Linked DNA regions of Ovis aries: region 2 is linked to region 1. Evidence: chromatin contacts called from public Hi-C data. All regions are on one chromosome and are shown on one strand. Each heading gives the region's core, a stretch centred on a gene start, on an enhancer-like site or on the middle of the called end of the contact. The rest is flanking DNA. Distances are from core to core; before and after follow the strand shown. Region 1 overlaps FILIP1L (filamin A interacting protein 1 like). Region 2 overlaps FILIP1L (filamin A interacting protein 1 like).

Region 1 (4,622 bases), core at 1,116-3,615:
TGATTGCTTTGTCTCACTTCTGGTGGTGTTCCACCACCTTCCCTGTCACCCAGGGTCAACATCTGAGTCCTGTTCTCCACTTCTCTGCTCATCCTCTAGATCCAGCCGACCACTCTGCCCTGGTATTTCTCCCTCTGCCTTCTCTCTTTTATCTGTGCTGCTGCTGCTGCTGCTAAGTCGCTTCAGTCGTGTCCGACTCTGTGTGATCCCATAGACGGCAGCCCATCAGGCTCCCCCATCCTGGGATTCTCCAGGCAAGCACACTGGAGTCGGTTGCTATTTCCTTCTACAGTGCATGCATGCATGCTAAGTCGCTTCAGTCTCTGTGCGACCCTATGGACAGCAGCCCACCAGGCTCCTCTGACCACGGGATTCTCTATGCAAGAATACTGGAGTGGGTTGCCATTTCCTTCTCCAATGCATGAAAGTGAAAAATGAAAGTGAAGTCACTCAGTCGTGTTCAACTCATAGCGATGCCATGGACTGCAGCCCACCAGGCTCCTCCATCCATGGGATTTTCCAGGCAAGAGTACTGGAGCGGGGTGCCATTGCCTTCTCCTTATCTGTGCTGGTACGCCCCAAAACCAGACTTCAGAACAGATGCTACTGTAAAATAGTTAAACTATTGGATTTAACCCCACACCTCTAATACAACCTTCACTTGTGTTGCTGGTGATCTTTCTACAACCCGGTCCTGACCATGGCAACTCTCCAGTCCCTTGCCTCAAAACCACACTTACTTAGCACTTACATTACTGAGTGGCCCAAATCCAGACTTTCAATCAGGCCTCCACCTGTCACCTCCTCTCCCTTTGAAACTCTGGACGTAATGGGCGCCCTCAGCAGGACGCTGCACTGGCCATCTCCTCACACACCACAGGCCTTCTGGTGCTAGGCCTTTGCTCATGCTGTTCCTTGGACAATAATGCTCTTCTCTCTTTGTTCCTTTACTGAAATCTTACTCCTACCTCAAGTGTCGATTCCTCCAGAAAATTCTCTATTTTTCTCAGTTTTCCTGAGTTTCCAAATCATTTCTGTTTGTACTTTTATTATAGCACTTAATTTTGCCTCATTCTAGTCTTTTGTCACCCCTCTTACACTATAATCCTATAATCTCTTGAGTAAGAATAAGCTGTCATTTATTTTTTGAAACTCTCATATTAATGTTTCTCAAAATGATCGCATTTATCAGAATTACCAAGACCTCCACAGATTTCCACATCCCCAGACCTGTGAAATCCAGTGCAAGAATCTGCATCTTAACAAGCTGCCTGGCTCATTCTTGGGTTTATAAACGTTAAGAACCACTGTACTACATTATCCAGGACTTAAACACTGCTGGTAATAGGAGCTCAGCAAAAGTGCACAGGTCTAACAACACACCTGGGGGCCACAGTTGACTTGCACTTGTTTTCATAGAATCACTGAATGTCAGGGTCAAAAGACTTTATAGATGGTATAAATGCTTCATTTTTGAACAATTAAAAGACAGGACAGAATATGTTTTCAAATAAACTCTAAAAAAGAAAGACAATGAATAGACTAAGTAGGATGAGGGCAGAAAAGGATGTGTGAAGGTTTTCTGGGCCAGGGGTGGTTAGAAACATAGCCCAATACCTGGCACTGCCTGGTCAGCTGTTGCAACTGCTATGCTTAGCAATATGTTTCTAAGAATTAACTGGAGAGATGGGAGAGCAAGAGATAAAGCAGAAAAACAACAAATGTAAAATAACCAAAGAAGATAAGTTATCGTTATGATCAAGAAATGAGTACCTTAAGAACAGAAAGAAAGAAAAAGTACAAGTAAAAAAGAAAAGAAAAAAAAGAAAAAAGTAAAGATGATAAGGTTGACATTAGTAACAACTAGCACTTTGGATGCGCCAGGGACTTTCCTACACAGTATCTCTACCCGCTAAGGAACTTGCAAGTAGGCAGTCTAATCCTAAGGGTTACAAGATGAGGAAACTAAGGTCGGCCACAGGCTGACTGGCTTGATCAAGAACACACAGATAGTGGTGCCAGAACCAGAATCGAGACCCACCCAGGTCCACCCGGCTCCACACCCAGTGCTCTAGTCACTAACCCGGGGCTGTTGTAAAATATAAGCTGGAGAATGATTTTTAAAAGTTACGTGGGTGTATGTAAGGGAAGGAGAAAGACGGGAGTGGGTACCAAAATAGAAGAAAAAGAAAAAAGCTGAGCTGAAAAACCTGACAGATGAATAAAAAGAAAGGGGATAAACAAAACAGTTCAAGGTTAGTATATCTGAACATTCTGTTTCTAAATGGGATGCTATGTGTCTGAACACAAAAATGGAAGTAACTAGGTTAGGAAGGATTTTTGAAAACTGTACTTCAATGCTTATTCTTGGACTACCCATGGTGTAATTACCACAGAAAGACTGGGAGGTGACTAGGTATAACCACAAACCATGTTACATTATAAAATGAAGGCATCAATTTCCTCTAGCCTTCACCTCAGAAACTGGACAACTCTTAAATATAAATCACAGCACTGCAGTTCTATTTAAAACCAAACGTTCTCTCACAAGACATTAGTGGGAATGAGCTAATGAAACTACAGAGTTTCCTTCTGAAGGACCGTTTGCCACATAAAGCTAAAATTTTAGTGACAAAGTTTTATTGTATAATGAAATTCTGAGAAAATCAAGAGAAAAACGCCAAAGCAGCATATGAAATTCTGGGCTATCTGCCAGATTCATTATCTGCTGTTTCCTTAAAAAAAAAAAATTAGCAGTGATTTACCAAACAATACAAAAGACAAAAGGCAATTATATTCCAAAGACATTTTTTCTCATTTTAGCATTTCCTTCTTTTCATCACCATATCCATCATCATTACTTATGTACTTTCCCATAAACAGAGATAAAAACAAAAATACAAAACACTGTCATTCTGATAACACCAGGGCCTTGACCAAAGCATTCCATAGCTGGGTCCCTAAGCAAGTCAGGCAGCCCTGACTCCGCCCCTCCCTTGCCTACCCCAGTGACCACAGATGAAAACCACTCAAGGTCTCTGGAAGTCCTGAGCCTTTCAACCTCTAGAGTTAAAGGTGTAGTGAGGGCCCTGCAGTCCCTGGAGTCAAGAACACTCCTGAGGGAACACAGCTTTCTTACACAATATGTTGCCAATATATCTCCAAAAAGTTCAAAGTACTTACACAATTAATTTCATTTAGAGAAAAGGAAACATCCTGATTCCAGCTGTGTAACTAGGATCTGATAGTTTCCTCATACAAGGAAACTAATTTTGTTCCGGTGTTTGCCCTCCAGTATAGTGTGAAGGAGGACAAGGATCAAGTAGAAATTGGATTGCAGAACTGAGATTTTGAATAAAACATTTTCCCTTTCAGTACTTCTTTTGGTCATTAAGGCTCACTGCTATCTAATGACTTGCTGTAATCATAATCATATAGATAGCTCGGTTTCTTTTAAGAACCTACAGGCTAAACAAGCTAACATTTTAAGAACTTAATGAATTCTCCTTTTCTTTCTACTGTTACCTAAATATAAGTGAGGCCTCTGCCTCACTCAACTCAGCATCTTTTAAACTTGTAATCCATTCCAAACCCCAATCTCCATGTTAAACTGAGTTAAACATTAAAAAAAAAAAACAAAAAAAACCCGCAAACTTTTCTTCTATGAATGAGCTTTCCAACTTGCTTAATCTCCTCCAAGACATCTGCTTTCTGATGAAACCCAGGAACCTCCAATTCTTAATCACTGTGTGGTCTTAAAAGAGCCATATGCATCGATTCCTCCTTCAATATGCTCTCCAAATTCGGATAAAGCTTTCTTGGAGCTATTTGACATAGTGTTCTATAAAAATGATCCAAGAGGTGACACATTTTAAAGCTCTCTACCTCATTTACTGAAACATGTCCAAGTATAAAATTCATACAAACAAAAAAAACATAGCTTTTTTCTTTAAGATTTGGGAATGAAATTTAGAGTTGTCCTAATAATATAACTAGCCTCTGCTGCCATCTAAAGGTAAAAACTATGAAGTGAGATCAAGAGTTATCAAGAAAACCAAAATTAACTTGCAGAATCAATGGTGTAGAAACAATGGGAACCCAGTAACTTTCAGGCAGCTGACCTTACCAATGACTATTCCAAGCCATGTTGTCTTTACAAACATGTATCAGTATAGCTCACCAGAAACAAGACCCATAAATACTGTCTTCAATACCAATTAGTTTATTGGACAGATTTCAGTTCTGACTAACCTGTGGTGCTCATTCCACATTCCTAGACAATCTGAGTCGGGAGATTTTGAGATGGGATCTGCGCATCTGCAGTGCTTTAAAAGCCCCACAGGTGGTTCTGATGAGCATCTAGGACCACTGGGCCACGAAACACTGGCTTCTACAGTACTAAACCTCCCACACCCAAGCAGACAAGAGTTCTAGGTAGAAAGAAACCTTAAAGCTTATTATCTAAATGAGATTCAACTATGGCAGTGTTCATCAAAGTATGTCAGGCTGACCACCCTGCATCAGATAAATCACCTTGAGAGTTTATTTAAAATGCAGATTCCTGGGTGTATCCATAGACATTTAAATGAATTACAGTTTCCAGAGGTAAGGCCCAAGAATCC
Region 2 (4,622 bases), core at 1,305-3,804, 240 kb before region 1:
CAATAACTACAAAGAAATTTTAATCTGGCTTGAAGTTATTTTGACTTTGGCAATGCCCTCCAAATTCCATCTTGAAGATGCTTGAAAACTCCTAGAATCTTAGTCTCATGACTCAAAAGGAAACATCTATTTCTATGCTCCTCTCTTGCTGAACAAACTGCCTACTGGCTCAGAGAGATTAAACGAGCTGCTCAAGCTTATAGAACTAGAACCAGGTTTTAAGGTGTCTAGTCTGTCCGAGCAACTGAGAACAGGGAGGCCGGTTATGACGGGAATTTAGAGTGGAGGGATGAGGCTTGGATCAGGGTGGAGGTAGGGAGAATGCTAAGGAACCAGATCAAAGCTACTTCAAGTGATATCTTGGCCTGGAAGAAGACTAGATTTCCTCAAACCTAAGGTACCTGGCTTTTAAACTTCTATAGTTTGAGAAACTTTGAGGTCAGGATGCAGCTTACAGTTAATTCAAAGAGAGGCTGGAGAGGTAGTGCAGCTCTCAACACCTGTGCAGGTGCCAACACAATGTTCTAGGAAGAGGTGTGTGTGAGAGCGCTCAGTCATGTCTGATTCTGGGCAACCCCATGGACTGCAGCCTGCCAGGCTCCTCTGTCCATGGGAATCTCCAGGCAAGAATACTGGAGTGGGTTGCCATTTCCTACTCCAGGAGATTTTCTTGACCCAGGGGTCGAACCCTTGTCTCTGGCATCTCCTGAACTGCAAGTGGATTCTTTACCACCAGCGCCACCTGGGAAGCCCTACGAAGAGATAGCGGCATTTTTAAGCTTGGAGGGGCTTGTGTGACTCTGTGAGGGATTGACTGTAATGCATACAGTGGCTCAGAGGGCAAGTGGGGGAGGAATGGATGCTAATACTGGTAAGTATTAAATCCTCTGTATTAAAAGAAGACAGTTTTACCACAGAGAGTGGTGGACTATTTCAGATCTCTATCACTAGGGAGGCAAAAGAGATGGTTAAAGTAAAGTATAGCAGAAAGAATAAGGATAAATAAAATAAGGGCCTCAGAAAATTAATACCATGCATGATCCAATCTGGAATAACTAACAACTGCCTATATCAACCAGACATTTAGATTCCAACAGCCAAGCAAAATTGTGTAGGGTCCTGAACCAGCTATGAAGATGTTTAAAAGTCTGTAAGCCTGGACCCATCTGAGCTAACCAATGCCGAGGGTCCAAGGTGGGGCACAGGGAATGGTCCACTGATGTACACACAGGAAGAGCCCGTCGTCTCACAAACATACTCTGTACTTAGCAATGACTCATCTTTGGCCCTTCAGGATCATCTGCAAGACGATCTGCTATATATTGTAACATCGAAAAATGTGTGCCCTCCCCTTTTATAATGGCACTTTTCTGTATTCTATGTGCACGTCTACTGGTCACTTAAGTGAGAAAATGTGGCAATAAATGTTAGGTGGTTTCCGACCGTGGGTATTGCTGAGCTAGTCCTGATCAGCTAGTACACCTAATTAGAATGCAGGTCTGCACCTTCCTGTGCCCATTTGAGAGACACATAGGTCTTGCTTACCACATAGATCTGTGTCTCAAAGAGATGCCTCATTTATTTTTCAAACTGTGTTCCCCCTCACACCCCTCTTAGGGAGAGGCGGTGGCTAGTTTGTCGTTTTTTCCTTGGTGCGGGTACCATTCTAATTTGGTCTGATTTCATTTTCCTGTTCTGGTTTAGGGCACTGGCATACTTTAAAGATATCTTGCTAGAGGGTGGCTTCTTCTTTTAGAAGTACATTAGGTGGACAGTTTGGGGATGTGTGCAGAGAGGTGGAAGAGGAAGTGGAATGGAAAACAGGAAAGCCTGATAGCAAGAGTCTGCTGATGGTTTCTTCTTGCATGCTGCTTTACCCCTTACTCACCGACAACTTTCATTTTCTAAATTAGCAGATCAACAAATCCTCAGTGGCTCCCTGGGACCTAGGAAGTCGAGTCCAATGTCCTCAGCCTGGCACTGGAGGCCTCCCACCACCACATGGCCTCAGTGGGTCTCCACATTCTTCACACACACTCTCTAGTTTCCTCACACCCCTTACCTGCCTGGTGCAGCCCCCGAGGCCCATCTTTCTCCCCTCTCCTTGGTCCTTCTCCTTTCTCTGAACTTCTCCAGCAGGTACTGTCTGTGTCACTCATTAGGGCTTAGTCATAGAAGCCACGTTTTAAATGAATGATTTCATACATGTATGATTTATCTCACTAAACAGACCAGAGCTCCCTGAACTAGAGGCCCATGGGTTGAATTCAGCCCACCAACATGTTTTGTTTGGCCCACACAATGGTTTTGAAGAATCTGAATTAGTTGCCAGAATTTTTTAAAAATCAGGAGATGGCATATCATAAAAATTTGATTTTGTGACTTCTTGTGACAAGCCAGAGGCTCTGACAATGCTGGGCTGGCATTCTAGGATGGCTCCAATCAGCTGGAGCTGCTGACTGGAGTAATGATGGTCCCTTCAGAGGGATGCATCCTTTCCACCTTGGCAGGGTCCAAATCACGCCTCTGACCCGCGCCGGCCCCTTCCTGATCTCACAGACCTTCCTGTCTCCTGCAGTCATTTAAACTTGCAACCTCTGAACTACACCCTCTGTCCTTGGAGGACATGGTCTTTGTCTTCATTTCCTCACCTCCTCAGTGTCTGAACACTGCTATTTACATAACAGGTGCTGAAAAAATACTTCCTGAATGCAAGGAAAAAAGGCCAGAATTGAAGAAGCAGATGAAAGTGATAGGGAGATGAGGGTTAAAGGAGGCCAAGGCTAAGGACAAACGATGAAGTGTTTTCCAGTGCCTCAAAAAGGATTAAAATCTAAACTGTTTTGCTTTAAATCTTTTTTAATATATCAAAAGTCCTGCTTTAGTGACATATTAGTCCCACCAGAAAATAACCCCAACACCACCTTTATAGCTTCAAATGGCAGTGATTTATAAGGCTCTTTTAGAAAATAAAAAGAGGCATTTTGTTTTTAAAATGATAATTTCCCAGAAGCGGGACAAGAGAAACTCAGATTATCTAGTGAGGCTCTTCAACTCTGAGTGTACTTTACTGTGTCAATAGTGAAATGAGTCAGTCTGTCCTTTTTAAAAGAAAAACCACAAAACTTTAAGCCTTACTTTGTACTGCTGACTAGGTAAGAGAAATTACCCTAAAGGCTGCCTTCAGTTCACATCTGTCTACAAAATCTCAAAAGAAATACACTGTTTAAGAGACGCATGTTACCAAGGACGTTTTCCTGAACTTGCACCAAATTCCTCCTGGGTGTCATCCAAGCTGCCCCTTTCCACTCAAGTGAGAGTGAAGTTCAGAAGATTGGGAAGAGCAGGGCTCCAGAATACTAGACATATCATTCAATGACTGAACTTTAAGTTAAACTTCACAGATGAAACTGTGATTCCAGAGGAGAAATTGGGCCTTAACTCAGTGTTCTAACACTGGAGGTTTTACAGCCTTCCTTTTCTCTAAAAACCCTCTGAACTCTGTTGTGAAGGGAACAGGAGGGAGAAACTGGTCTTACTGATGCCTCGACACCTCTAGGTTTGAGGGCATAAAGTGAATGGAGTTGGCACTGAGGCGCTGGGGAGAGATGAAGTGGAGAGACTTCAACTCGTCCACTGTGAGAGTTCATGTTTGGGGTAGAAGTTTGAGGAACTAAAGCTGAGCAAAGCTTTAGGTCTGGGATGTGAGTATTTCAAGCTGCTGGGATAGAGAGGAACTCACTAATGGGAGATGTGTAGAGGCATCCAAGAACAGACATCTGCCTCATTTGACTCTTAGTCAATTTTTTTCTTCAGTCTGCCTGCTGAGGTGACCTAATTTTTTCACTTCAAGAAATTAGAACTTAAAACCCATACCCACTTATAAGCATCAGATTGTGGAAAGTTTCATTCCGTAGGCAGGGGCTTATCAGAGTCTTCTAATATCCTTGTGTCCTGAGAGACAGTGGAGTGTGGCAGTAACAGTATGGGTTCTGGGGTCAGGCAAGACTTAGGGTGGAGTCCTAACTCCACCAGTCAGAGGATCTGCAGCCCTAGGAAAGTCAGGTAACTTCTTCCAGCCACACTTTTCTCACCCCCAAAAGGAGAATATAAATAGTACACTTGCATGGGATTACTCTGAGGTGTGAGTGAGAGAGCGCATGCAGACGACTTATCACAGCACCCTGCACAGAGCTGGCTACCCCAAACATGTTGTTTTCATCACGGTCTCTCACAGTACAGGAAAATTCAGATGGTCAGTTGGGTGAAAGGTCATCAGGATCTTCGAGAAGTTCATAACTTGGCTGGGCATATTGCTCATAGCTCGTAATTCTAAACAAGGCTGAGGTCAGTTACTCCTGTCAGAACTTGGGCTGGAAATGATTTTTCCAGTAGGAAGGAGGTTATGCTGAGCTGGCCATGCTCACACCTCTGCCCTCTGTGATCAGATACATGCATTTCTCAACCAGCCAGGCAAGGGGAAGCTGCTCTGCAGGAAGCCAACTGTCCCACACAGGGCCTGTCCCACAGCCTTGAGTTTTATCTAGCGGAGTTAACTCGTACCAGATAACCAAGGCATGCTCCCGACTTGCAGAAGACCAGCTAACTTTTACAGGGACATA

What was found. A called contact is a pair of places that touch in the nucleus more often than the background predicts.
Region 2: a contact with region 1 is called in a Hi-C map of tail adipose tissue, with 5 times the contacts expected there. The contact joins two enhancer-like sites. A contact is called at or near these places in 7 of 16 Hi-C or Micro-C datasets (hypothalamus, mesenteric adipose tissue, mixed tissues and 3 more).

Annotation. Positions count from the first base shown.
Region 1 is chr1:165,034,579-165,039,200 of ARS-UI_Ramb_v3.0, reverse strand. The region is part of intron 5 of FILIP1L (filamin A interacting protein 1 like); the gene reads left to right. All of the region lies in intron 1 of CMSS1 (cms1 ribosomal small subunit homolog), which reads right to left. Among named protein-coding and RNA genes, the nearest start is that of CMSS1, 17 kb to the right of the region's middle. Within about 2 kb of position 2,365, at least 4 of the 54 cell types and tissues checked have an H3K27ac peak or open chromatin away from gene starts, as enhancers often do.
Region 2 is chr1:165,275,818-165,280,439 of ARS-UI_Ramb_v3.0, reverse strand. The region is part of intron 1 of FILIP1L (filamin A interacting protein 1 like); the gene reads left to right. All of the region lies in intron 2 of CMSS1 (cms1 ribosomal small subunit homolog), which reads right to left. Among named protein-coding and RNA genes, the nearest start is that of FILIP1L, 58 kb to the left of the region's middle. Within about 2 kb of position 2,554, at least 13 of the 54 cell types and tissues checked have an H3K27ac peak or open chromatin away from gene starts, as enhancers often do.